3 separate regions of the Mus musculus genome follow, and regions 1 and 3 are each linked to region 2. The links are chromatin contacts, called in public Hi-C and HiChIP or PLAC-seq maps. All regions are on one chromosome and are shown on one strand. Each heading gives the region's core, a stretch centred on a gene start, on an enhancer-like site or on the middle of the called end of the contact. The rest is flanking DNA. Distances are from core to core; before and after follow the strand shown. Region 1 has its middle 27 kb from the start of Gm39826. Region 2 has its middle 50 kb from the start of Gm46260. Region 3 has its middle 72 kb from the start of Gm39826.

Region 1 (4,126 bases), core at 538-3,037, 580 kb before region 2:
TTCATTAATATGTGAATTAAGAATACAGAAGAATAAATTTAATAAATCATGTTTTCAAATCAACATCTTTGAGGTATATCTATGAAAGAGCATAGAAGAAATAAACCTCACTGGTGCACAAACCCATAGACAGACACATACATGCACACATAGGGTTTTTAAATTAATCTAAATAATTGAGTTTGGCATTTTAGGGGCTGGTGAGATGGCTCTGTGGTTACGAGCATTTGTTTCTCTTGCAGACGACCTGGGATTCAGTTCCCAGCACCCACATGGAACAGCTCACAAATGCCTGTAACTCTAGCTCTAGAGGATCTGACGTGGCTTCTGGACTCTGCCACGCTTACGTCCACTTCAACAAACCCACATCCAGATGCACATATGTATAAATACACACATGTTTATAAAGAAAAAAGTCTTTTAAAACCAGCATTAAATAAAAAGACATATCAATCGTATGGATAAATTTAACTGTACCTTTCAACTAGCAGCAGCAAAACCAGAAACAAAATTCTGAGTAGTTAATAAAAGAGAGAGGAAAATGCTATTGGCTCCAGAAAGACATCTTTCAGAGAGCCAAGGGATAGAGAAAGGATGGAAGGACTGAGCAAAGGAAAAAAAATATTATGAGTGGCATCTGAAAATCAAACTGTAAAGGTGCTAAGGAAAGTGAAGGCCATGCCAGAGGCTCCACTTTTGGGCAAAAACATGTCCGTTATTCACATCTCTCTGCTCAGAGCACAATGCTGACCTTTCAATCCCATTGCTTGATTCTTTCACCAAGAGATCAATTTTCAATCTGATCAAGTTTACTTCTTCTTTTCTTTTGTGTGCATGTGGTGTTTATGCGTGTGTGGAAGTGTGTATATGTACGTATTGTGTGTGTGCGTGTGTGCGCGCGCGTGTGTGTGTTTGTAGTGTGTGTGTTTGTGAAGGTGTCTATAGAGGCCATCAGAACAGGAGTTAGCGCGCGTGTGTGTGTTTGTAGTGTGTGTGTTTGTGAAGGTGTCTATAGAGGCCATCAGAACAGGAGTTAGAGACTGTTGGTTGTGAGCACCAAACTCAGTAGTCTGGAAAGACCAACATTATTTGGAAATAAATAAGTAAGTAAATAAAAACTAAACCCTCAAAAATGTGTTACTCTAATTCCAGGAGGCTTTGCAGGACATAGTACACAGGTGTTGTTGTTGTTGTTGTTATTGTTGTTGTTGTTGATGATGATGATGATGATGATGATCAAGTGAAGTGGAGGCACAGAGAAGTGACCGCCTTGTTCACTTACTGAGGTCTTCCCTGTAATGTAAATGAGAAACCCCAGAGAGTTGGAAGCTGCCTCTCTCATTCATCCTTCGGTGACATCACAAGACAAGCTGGTAACTTTTGGTTTGATGGGATGACATAATTGTGCTTTATTTTTACAAAGCCCTTCCTTCCTGAGACTGACATAAGACATATTCATGGATGAAATGATAGATATTCGATACATCTTGACTTCTAAAGAAGATGAAGTAGGGAAAATAAGTAAAAGAAGATGGGCCGTGAATTGCAAAATGTTAATGCTTTGTAATAGATATAAAAGAGTTCATAACACTGTTCTATTTTTGTATGTATTTGAAGCTTTTCATCACATAAAAATTGGTAAAAATTTATGTAGCTAAAACCAGAACCCAACTCTCAAAGTGGTCAGCTGACAATGTCTAACTGAATTGGAAGGAAGCACGGGCCGCCTGTGTCCCATGTTGGAGGACACCCCCATCTTCCCTAACAAAGGCAGCATGCTACCAGGGCCCTGCGTTCCCCTGTTTGGTTCTTTCTGCATTTCTAGACATTCATTCAGCTCCAAGTCACACAGCTGCTGATATTGTAAAAATGTTGCTAAGCAACATGTTAATGGGGAGAAAACACTCCTTAAAACATTAGGGGTTTTGTCTTTTAAAATGTACCAGTTCAGCATATCATACCTCCCACAGCTCAATTTAACAGGAGGAAAAATACCAACTCTCTGAATGTAATTCCTTTTCTTCCATCTTCCTGACTGGATCCAAATCTAATAAGAGTAAGAAATGCACCATGGTGATGACCCAAAATCACCCACATCCCTGTGGTCATTTGGTGGTTTGCATGTAGAACAGCAGTTCCCTAGGAACTAAGACCTAGGATGGGGCTTGGTGAGGACAATGAGACCAGGAAGAGGAGTAAGGTGAGAGATGCTTTCATTTTCTCCCCTGTACTTTTGTCCAGAGCATAAGAGCCTGCTGTAGCTTTCAAGGCTCTAGAACTTGGATGGGTCGAGTCACCTATTAAGCCTCAGTTTCTTTTCTAGTAACTCAGAATATTTGACTGAATATTCATGGAGAGAGAGAGAGAAAGAGAGAGAGAGAGAGAGAGAGAGAGAGAGAGAGAGAGAGAGAGAACATGTGATCATGTGTAGATACATCTCTCTGTGTGGGTACATATACTAGTGTGTATGTGAGATGGGAGCCAGAGGTCTACCTTGGGTGTCACTCCTCAAGAGCTGTCCCCTTGTTTTGTGAGACAGGTTCTATCACTATCCTGGAACTTGATAGTTAGGCTGAATTACATAGACAGGAAACCTTAAAGATCCAGCTTCCCCACCCCTAATGCTGGGACTAAGGGTGCATCACTAATCCAGGCTTTTTCAAATGAGATTTGAATATCGAACACAGATCTCATGCTTGTCCAGCAAGGACTTTACTAACTGAGCCATCTCCCCAGACCCTGAAAGGCATTCCTAATTCCAAGAGTTATGTCTACAAGGGATCCCACAAGGTCAGAGCATTCTTGTGTGCTTTCTTTGGGTAGCATGGGGGGTGGTTAGCTTCTGCTTTCTGAGGCCTGGGGAGGATGCTTGAGCATTTGACAGGTGCCCAGGTGCTGTTTTGATGGACAGGAGGAAGAGACAGGTACAAGGCTCTCCAAGCCAAATGAGCAGAACAATGAGCAGACTCTGACCCAGGAGACTGACACAGCCGTCATTCAGAGGCAAGCTTCTGTGGCAAGGCCCGGGGCTCAGAACTTGGTGGTGTGTGCGCTCTAGGTGTGAAGCTTCCAGCTCTCACCTCTGAGTGTGAAGTGTGGGCAGTTTTGAGAAGACAGAATGAGATAATGTTGTGCTCCTAAGTAAGGGTGACCTTAGCTTAGAACCCAGGACATAGTGAACTCTGGTTACCCATTAATTACTGTTGGCACAGAAAGAACCCAAGGAGTGTTCGTGGTTCTCTGTGTGAATCTTTTTTTTCCCCATTGATAATGACATGTACTTACTAAATTCCTTTCAAAACCAGAGAGAAAAAGTGGATAGCTTAGTGCCAAGCTAAGACTCCAGCTGTAGGCTCCTGTTACTGCTGCAGATTTTGTAAAATCATACAGTTTGCTGGGTGGCTCTAGGTTGGCAAGTTTATCCAACGTGAAGATTAACCCCATCTCCTCCTGGACTAAGAATCTTAGTGATGTGTTCTGGCTCTGGTATGACCCGCCGTTGCTGCCTGCATCGCTGAGATCCAAAGGACCAGCTCACAGACTGCAGTTAGCAGAGGAGAGAGGAACAGTGGGTAGCAAGGAGCTTATCAGAACTGGATGAAAAGCCCAGACCCATAAGAGTCTGCCAGGGCATCTATTTTAAAACTCGGTCCGTTTTAGCAACAGAGAGCCAGGGCTGTGATTTAATTACTTATGGCTTACATCAGAGGCAAATGAGAGCCAGCAGGCCAGATCAAGGATGGGGAGATTAACCAGCTGGCTTGAGGGCTTACATGGGCTACCCCCTACCCCAGCAGCTCCTGTTCAGGCCTCTTTTTCTTAGGCCTCTTCAGATGTATAAAGTTTGTTAACAAATACATATCGGGCTCTACAATATTGCCCACTTTCTCTTTTCTTTTCTTTTTTTTCCCTTCCTTTCTTTTAAAAAAAAAATCCTGCTATTTTTTTTTTCCAAGACAGGATCTCACTATCTGCTCTGTCTTTCTCTCTTGGAACTCACTATGAAGATTAGGCTGGCCACAGACTCAGAGTGACCCACCTGCCTCTGCCTCCTGAATTTGGGGATTAAAGGCATGTGCCACTACAGCCAGTGTAATGTTGCCCATTTTGGAGGAAGGATTTTCTA
Region 2 (3,582 bases), core at 877-3,376:
CCCACTGCTTCCTGTGCCACCACTAAACTGTAACCTTGGCAATTATATTTTAATCAGATTTTCTCACTCTTTTTCATTCTCTCCCTTCTCTCCCTTCTCCCCCTCCCCCTCTCCCTCCCCCTCTCCCTTCCCCTCCCTCCCCCCCTCCGTTCTCCTTCTTCCTCCCCTTCTCTCAGATACAGATCGTGTGGACTGTGTGGATTTTTCCTTTTTTTCAGTTTTTATTTTTTATTTCATATGTCTCTCTCTCTCTCTCTCTCTCTCTCTCTCTCTCTCTCTCTGTGTGTGTGTGTGTGTGTGTGTGTGTGTGTGTGTGTGTGTACACGTGCATGTGCACACACAAGTTTTCCTTGGAGGCCAGAAGATCACATAAGATTGCCTGGAACTGGAGTTACAAGTGGCTGGTGGTTGTGAGATGCCTGCCTGATTTGAGTGTTGGAAACTGAATTCAGGTCCTCTATAGAGCGGTACGTGCTCATGCACTCAACCCCCAAGCTACATTTCCACTCCCAGAATCATGTGTCACCATCATCATCAATACCCTTTTCTTTTTTTATCTTTAGACTAAAAGTTCCCTAAAGGATGGGCCTGTCAAGATTGGCTCTGATTAACATTAAATTTAGGAAGCACACACACACAAAAACCCTGCCAACAAAAAGTTGTTTGGCTGACCAGGCTCCAAGTTTACCTACTCATAGGCTGACCACAGGTTTCTCTGTACAGTCCTGGGTTGCTGTTTTCTGCCCTGTAAAAGAGTGGCCATGTTTATTACAGAGCGATCCACAATAGCTAAACTATGAAATTAGCCTTTGGAGCTCATCAGAGAATGTGGGGATCAGATTTGGTACATAGACACAGGGGACTTTTTGCTCAGCCACAAAGAAGAATGAAATTTTCTCATTAGCAGGAAAATGGATGGAACTGAAGGTTCATGCTACATGAAATAAGCAAGACCTGCAGAGACAAATACCACAGGTTTTCCTCCTGTGCTTGGAATCTGGGAAACGAAAACAAAATGGATAAGAAACTACAGAAAGAAATACTAGGGAATAAAATGCTTCCTTGTTTTCAGTTTTTATTTTTAATTTCATAAGTCTGCGTGCATGTTTTCCTTGGAGGCCAAAAGAGGGCATCAGATCCCCTGGAGCTGGAGTGGTTGGTGGTTGTAAGAGAGAGGGAAGCAAGTAATGATGTCAGTAGAAGGATGGCTACAGAGATAATTCAAAATTCAAGCCCATGTATGTGTAAATAACATTATGTAGTCTCTTAAGAGATAGAGGGAGGGAGAGAGAGAGGGAGAGAGAGAGAGAGAGAGAGAGAGAGAGAGAGAGAGAGAGAGAGAGAGAATGAGCAATATTCGATATGACTTTGAAGCTATCTACTACATTTCTTGGCCAGAACCTTAGGTACCACATACCTATTAGTTCTCTATTTTCATTTTGGGGATAGAATTCTCAGCTTCTGTTGCTGCCCAGCAAGGTCCTAAACCTATGACTTCAAAAGACCCTCATCCCTCATCCCTCATCCCTCATCCCTCATCCCTCATCCTTCATCCCTCATCCCTCATCTACTCCCAAGGACTCCTGGGATCATGAGTATAAGCAGATGCCTCCAGTTTGTCCTGTAACCTGACTTGAGGGATATTATGTTCATTCTCCTTAGCTGTGCCATGCTTTAAAAATGAGCTGGGAATATTTCTCAGTCTGTCACCTGAATTACAGTAACTCCTCATCCAGGGATGCCGTGCTTCCCCAAACATAAGCACTAATTACAGCCAGCTCCAAGGTACACATCCCATTACCCTTCCCTGCTCTCTAAGCCACTGGTATCCCTCTGCAAACAGGATCCAAAGAGCAGGAATTAGCTATGGAAAGCAGAAGGTAGACACTGGCGAGGGCTGAGGGCTGTAGAGCTCAGGAAGGAAGGAGTGAGCCGCTGACCTTTTCGGACACAATAGATGCAGATTGATGCCTTCAGTGTTTTTCCTTCCTAAGTCCGTATTTACTAGAAGTTGTTCTCGGGCCATGATTAGACACACTGCTCGCAGTTCCTCCCAGTTAACAAGCCCAGCAATCAGTTCTTAAGAGAATCTGATTGCCACATTGTGAAGGCCTGAATCCTCCAGATGGCTGCTCGCTGATACTTGGGTTCTCTCCAGGTCCGAGCCAGCTCTCCTTGCTCGCCCACAGCAGTGTGTGCTAGGCTCGCCCAGCAATATTGGTAAGCACCCTTTGTCTAGCAGTTGCTACAATCTGCAGTCTATGTTTCTTGCCTCCAGTGAACAACACAGGGGCGTTCTCAGATGTCGACTCCACTGTTCACATACATTTCAGTTTCCTCTGAGCTGTCACCAACCTACTCAATAAGCTCTTTCATATAAGTCAACAGCAAGAAAATCATCCTTGTTAGACCCTAAGAGTCCCAAATGCGGCATCTTTTCTTCTAGTCCGGGGACTGAGAGCTTCTTGTGAGTCGTTATTACTGCTTTATTTAAACTACCATCATCATGATTAGAGTGTCAGTGCAGAGAGGAGAGAGAAAAATACCTAGGAACTGCCATTGGTGAGGCTTAGAGTTGTAGAGGAGAGAACTGTTGTTGGGCTTTTAGTGAAAATCACTGTTTTTTCTGATCTCAGCAGGGACAAAAATAATATCAGAAACCACAGTGTCTGTACTTTGAATGCAATCATGCATCCTATTATGAAACCAAAAATGGACAGCGCCAACATTCTACCCCAGAACCTTAGATCCACGGGGGTCAATGAGACCCCATCCCCTCCCTTCAGCTTCTTCCACTTTATGATGGGATTGGCTTCTCCTTTGGGTTTTATAAAGCATCTCTTTATTTTAATGTTTTACCAGGGTCTAGAGAGATGGCCCAGCATATAGGACTGCCCACTGCTGTTGCAGAGCACCCAAGTTCTGTTCCCAGTACTCATATCAAGTGGCTCACAGCTACCTCTAATTCTAATTCCAGAGTATCATATGGATGCTGTCTTCTGACCTCTGCAAGTACCATTCAGTCACACACACACACACACACACACACACACACACACACACGCACACAATAAAAAGTTAAATCTTCTTTGAAAGGAGTATGGGGACCTGAGTTTATGTATGAGGACCAAGCACACATACGTGTCCATGAAGACCAGAAAAGAACATTGTATCCCCTGGAGCTAGAGCTATAGACAGTTGTGAGCTCCCCCATGCATGCTGGGAAACAAACCCATATGCTTTATGAAAGCTTCCAGTGTTCTTGAAAGATAAGCAACCTCTCCAGTCCCCAAAAATAAATCTTTAAAAAAATTATTAGTCTATATTCATTATACAAAGCAGTGAGCTTCATAATGACATTTACAGTCAAAATTACCTCCTTTTTTTAACATTTTCTTTAAAAAAAAGGCCCATCTGCACTGGATTTCCGGTTCCAAACATTACAGAATTGCTTAGTACATCCTCAGACCATTTCTGTAACACAATCTAAGCTACCCGCCAAGGAAGGAAGCTTTGATTCACTCTGAAAACCAACCTTTGCCCACAGCAGTAAGTCAGGACGGATCCTTAGGTCCTGAACTG
Region 3 (3,574 bases), core at 1,062-3,561, 630 kb before region 2:
AAGTGGATGCTCACAGTCGGCTATTGGATGGATCACATGGCCCCCAATGAAGGAGCTAGAGAAAGTACCAAAGAAGCTAAAGGGATCTGCAACCCTATAGGTGGAACAACATTATGAACTAACCAGTACCCCGGAGCTCTTGACTCTAGCTGCATATGCATCAAAAGATGGCCTAGTCGGCCATCACTGGAAAGAGAGGCCCATTGGACACGCAAACTTTATATGCCCCAGTACAGGGGAACGCCAGGGCCATAAAAGGGGAGTGGGTGGGTAGGGGAGAAGGGGTGGGTGGCTATGGGGGACTTTTGGTATAGCATTGCAAATGTAAATGAGCGAAATACCTAATAAAAAATGGAAAAAAAAAAAAAAAAAAAAAAAAAAAAAAAAAAAAAAGAAATGAACACACAACTCTGCTCATGCTGGAGAGGGACTGAGTTGGGTTTCAGATTAGAAGGCATTTTTAACACTTTGGATGTTCTCACGGAAGACATTATGGTGATTGAAAGAACTTAGAGCTAGGAATCTGGACACTGGGTTCAGTGCTTAGAATTGAGTAAGCATCGAGCTTCTTGGTGGCCACTAATGGACATATCAATTCACTTCCTAGATCATAAATGTCAGTCTGCCTGTGATTTCTTATTCTGAGTGCTCTGCTCCCATAGTTTATTATAACGATTTAATAATTCACTCAATGTCTTACGAGATGTAAACATTTTACATTTCAGGAGAGCTGCTTAAGCTCAGGAAGTGAACAATGCAATAGTACCAGGAAGTCCCTGAAACTGATCAGATTCCCTAGACCATTACCATTCAAGCAGACATGTGCAGTAAGGACTTCTGAGAAACACTTCCAGATAAGCTGAACCATCTAAACAGTCAGAGATCAGCTGAGCTGCCTGGAAGATGCTCAGGCCACTTGAGACTCTAGAAAGGATGCTTTCCAACCTGTCGAGCTGCCTGTAGGCTGTTCAGTGTGTCCCTGGTTTTCAGCGTTCATTAGATTTTACCCACACCATGGTGGGCTTTGGTGATACAGTGGTCTCTGAGCAATTTCTGCTCCTGTAAGCAGTTCCTCACCCACCCACATTCCTATAAGTAATTCCAATAAATCATTGGCTCACCAAGTTGGAGCTTGGTAATATTGATCAACAATTGTCTATATGTGGTGAGCAGACATTTGTTCATACAACTCCAGGAATAATGTCACACACCAGTAAAATATAGAGGTGAATCCAAGCAGACTGTTTGTTGAGAAACAGACAAAGAGGAGTGGCAGGTGATTTGTGGGATTTTACTTTATTACTCAGCCCATGAGAAAAAGAATGGAGGGACCTGTCTATAAAATCTGTTTTTGTATTGCTGCAGCACACCCTGCCATTCTTAATCTGTTGTCTACAGCCAACTTTGCAAAGTCATAAAATAATTTGCTCTTGCTTCTGAGTGTCCAGTGATCTTATTATGGAGAATGTATGATCTTATTATGGTGTGTGTGTGTGTGTGTGTGTGTGTGTGTGTGTGTGTGTGTGTGTGTTTCTTCATTCCTAATGAATCATGGGCCAAATCACTTCATCTGCCACTAAAACTAATTATTCAGTCTTTGGTAGTTAGCTGTGTGCTGTCTGGTTCCATTTGGAAACGCCAGTGTTGCTTTGAAAGAATCCCTTAGATCTCTACCTTTGGGTGAGTAGGCCAATCCAGGATAATCCCTCTGCATGTGGTAAACACAGGACTGAAATTCTTGAAGGTGAATGGAACATCAAAAAGAGGACAGAGTTTCTAGAGGTAGGGACCACATCTAAGTCAGGCTTTGGAAAACATAATGATTGGACAAAAGCCACAGAAAAAGACAATGAAAGGGAATGAAAGTCAGAGCTCAAGATGGTGTTACTGGTATCATGATTTGTGTTCATTGGAAAGCTGAGGCAGAGAGTTGTGAGTTCAACGGCATCCTGGACTACATTTGTTTCAAAACAAAACTAAACCACACCCCCCCACACACACACACTATACACACACACACACACACACACATACTTACCATACAAACATGGTTTTGTCTCTACAGAAGTTAAAATTATGAAATGTTGCCTAGGAGAAAAAGGTTTCTCAGCTTGAATTCTTAGAAACGATTCACTCTACAGCTGCTTGTGCTTATAAACTTCCCTAATTAGGGGAGGAAGAAAGAGAGGAAATAGCTTGAAAGGAGAAGAAGGCAGAGATGCAGTGAAGTCCAAACTTCTTACAGAGCCAAAATGGTCTGGCTGCTGTGTAATTGGCTGACTAAGCCAAGAGAAGCTGCAGACAATAGCTGTGATGGGGAGGATCACAGCTGCACAGCATCCCTGAAGCTCCTGAGAACCACACCAGGGAAGTGGCCCCCTCTGGAGCATCCCTTGAAAGCTTCTGGTCCCTTTCAGGGGCCTCCTAAGATTTGCTGCCTAAGAGAGAACTGGGCTCAGTCTGTGTGGAAAAAAAATCTATGCCTTAGGATGGCTAGAATTCAATGACTAATTTCCTAACATGTTATTAAGCCATGTTCAATATAGCCAAAAATATTATTTTAACATCTGAGTATCCAGACAGAGCTCGGAGCAGAATATTTTCAGAGGGTTTTTCTAATAAAGGTTGACATTGTGATTTGTCCATAGATTGTTACTGTTTCCTTTACAAAATTGAAAAAAAAAACAACAAAAACATCTCTAAGGCTATTGAGAAGTCCGTATTATGTGGATTGATTTATAATAGACCAAACCACACACAATAAACCAGTAATTGAATCTAGCACACCCTGAGTATCCGTTTTCACTCTGCCTCCAGGCTGAGCATATGATGCGGCCTTAAAGTTTTAAATAAATGACAAAATGCTTAAAGTGGCCTAATGTAATAGTGGCCTGGGCAGTAATAGGAACAAGCTCACCTCTCTGGCACTTGATACTCACTGTAGAGGGGAGAAAGTATTTTTGTGATTAATAATGTTTGGGGGTCAATATCACAGCTATCACCAGGCAAATAGTTTTTGACATTGAAGTTATTCTCTAAATACCAGAAACCAGAGTCTTATTGTGACTCCTGCTCTGCTTATCATGAGCTCTATGAAGCTACGCAGACTCTCGCTCTCTGGGCCTTGGTCTTTCCATTTAAAACATCGAACTAAAAGACTAAATGAATTTCAATCACAATTAAGCCAGATTGATCAAAACCATCTATACTATAATCTGGCTTAGCCAAAACACTCCTGAGTGTGCCCCAAGGACTCTCAATGAACATCTCACCTAGATGCTCACATATGTGTGCTTGTACTAGAACTCACCACAATGGTTAAGTTATGGAACCAGCCTAGATGTCCATCAGCAAAAGAGTGGATAATGAGAATGGGGGCTGAATCCACATTGGAGTCTCATTCAGCCACAAGGAAGAACAGCATTGTACTGTGTTTCAGGATAAATGAAAACAAATGGAAGCCATCATATTACATAATATAATCTAAATGCAGAAAAACAAATGTCATGTTTTCTCATTTTGGAATCCTTGATTTTGGTTACACACAGAAACACACACAGACACACACGCGCAT

The links. Hi-C and Micro-C count contacts between places; a contact is called where the count stands out from the background. HiChIP or PLAC-seq counts read pairs in DNA pulled down with a chosen protein or histone mark.
Region 1: an H3K27ac HiChIP or PLAC-seq map of VIP interneurons shows a contact between it and region 2, with 6 times the contacts expected there. The contact joins two enhancer-like sites. A contact is called at or near these places in 1 of 15 datasets of contacts at CTCF or cohesin (the NIH/3T3 cell line), 2 of 484 Hi-C or Micro-C datasets (cerebral cortex and embryonic stem cells) and 1 of 115 datasets of contacts at active chromatin or transcription factors (VIP interneurons).
Region 3: a Hi-C map of cortical neurons shows a contact between it and region 2, with 1.8 times the contacts expected there. The contact joins two enhancer-like sites. A contact is called at or near these places in 6 of 484 Hi-C or Micro-C datasets (cerebral cortex, cortical neurons, forebrain and 1 more) and 1 of 115 datasets of contacts at active chromatin or transcription factors (VIP interneurons).

What each region holds. Positions count from the first base shown.
Region 1 is chr11:56,751,647-56,755,772 of GRCm38.p6, reverse strand. No RefSeq gene overlaps it. Among named protein-coding and RNA genes, the nearest start is that of Gm39826, 27 kb to the right of the region's middle. Within about 2 kb of position 1,787, at least 27 of the 459 cell types and tissues checked have an H3K27ac peak or open chromatin away from gene starts, as enhancers often do. A contact at or near this core is called in VIP interneurons and cerebral cortex, where this site is marked.
Region 2 is chr11:56,168,350-56,171,931 of GRCm38.p6, reverse strand. No RefSeq gene overlaps it. Among named protein-coding and RNA genes, the nearest start is that of Gm46260, 50 kb to the right of the region's middle. Within about 2 kb of position 2,126, at least 23 of the 459 cell types and tissues checked have an H3K27ac peak or open chromatin away from gene starts, as enhancers often do. A contact at or near this core is called in VIP interneurons, cerebral cortex and cortical neurons, where this site is marked.
Region 3 is chr11:56,797,273-56,800,846 of GRCm38.p6, reverse strand. No RefSeq gene overlaps it. Among named protein-coding and RNA genes, the nearest start is that of Gm39826, 72 kb to the right of the region's middle. Within about 2 kb of position 2,311, at least 4 of the 459 cell types and tissues checked have an H3K27ac peak or open chromatin away from gene starts, as enhancers often do. A contact at or near this core is called in cortical neurons, where this site is marked.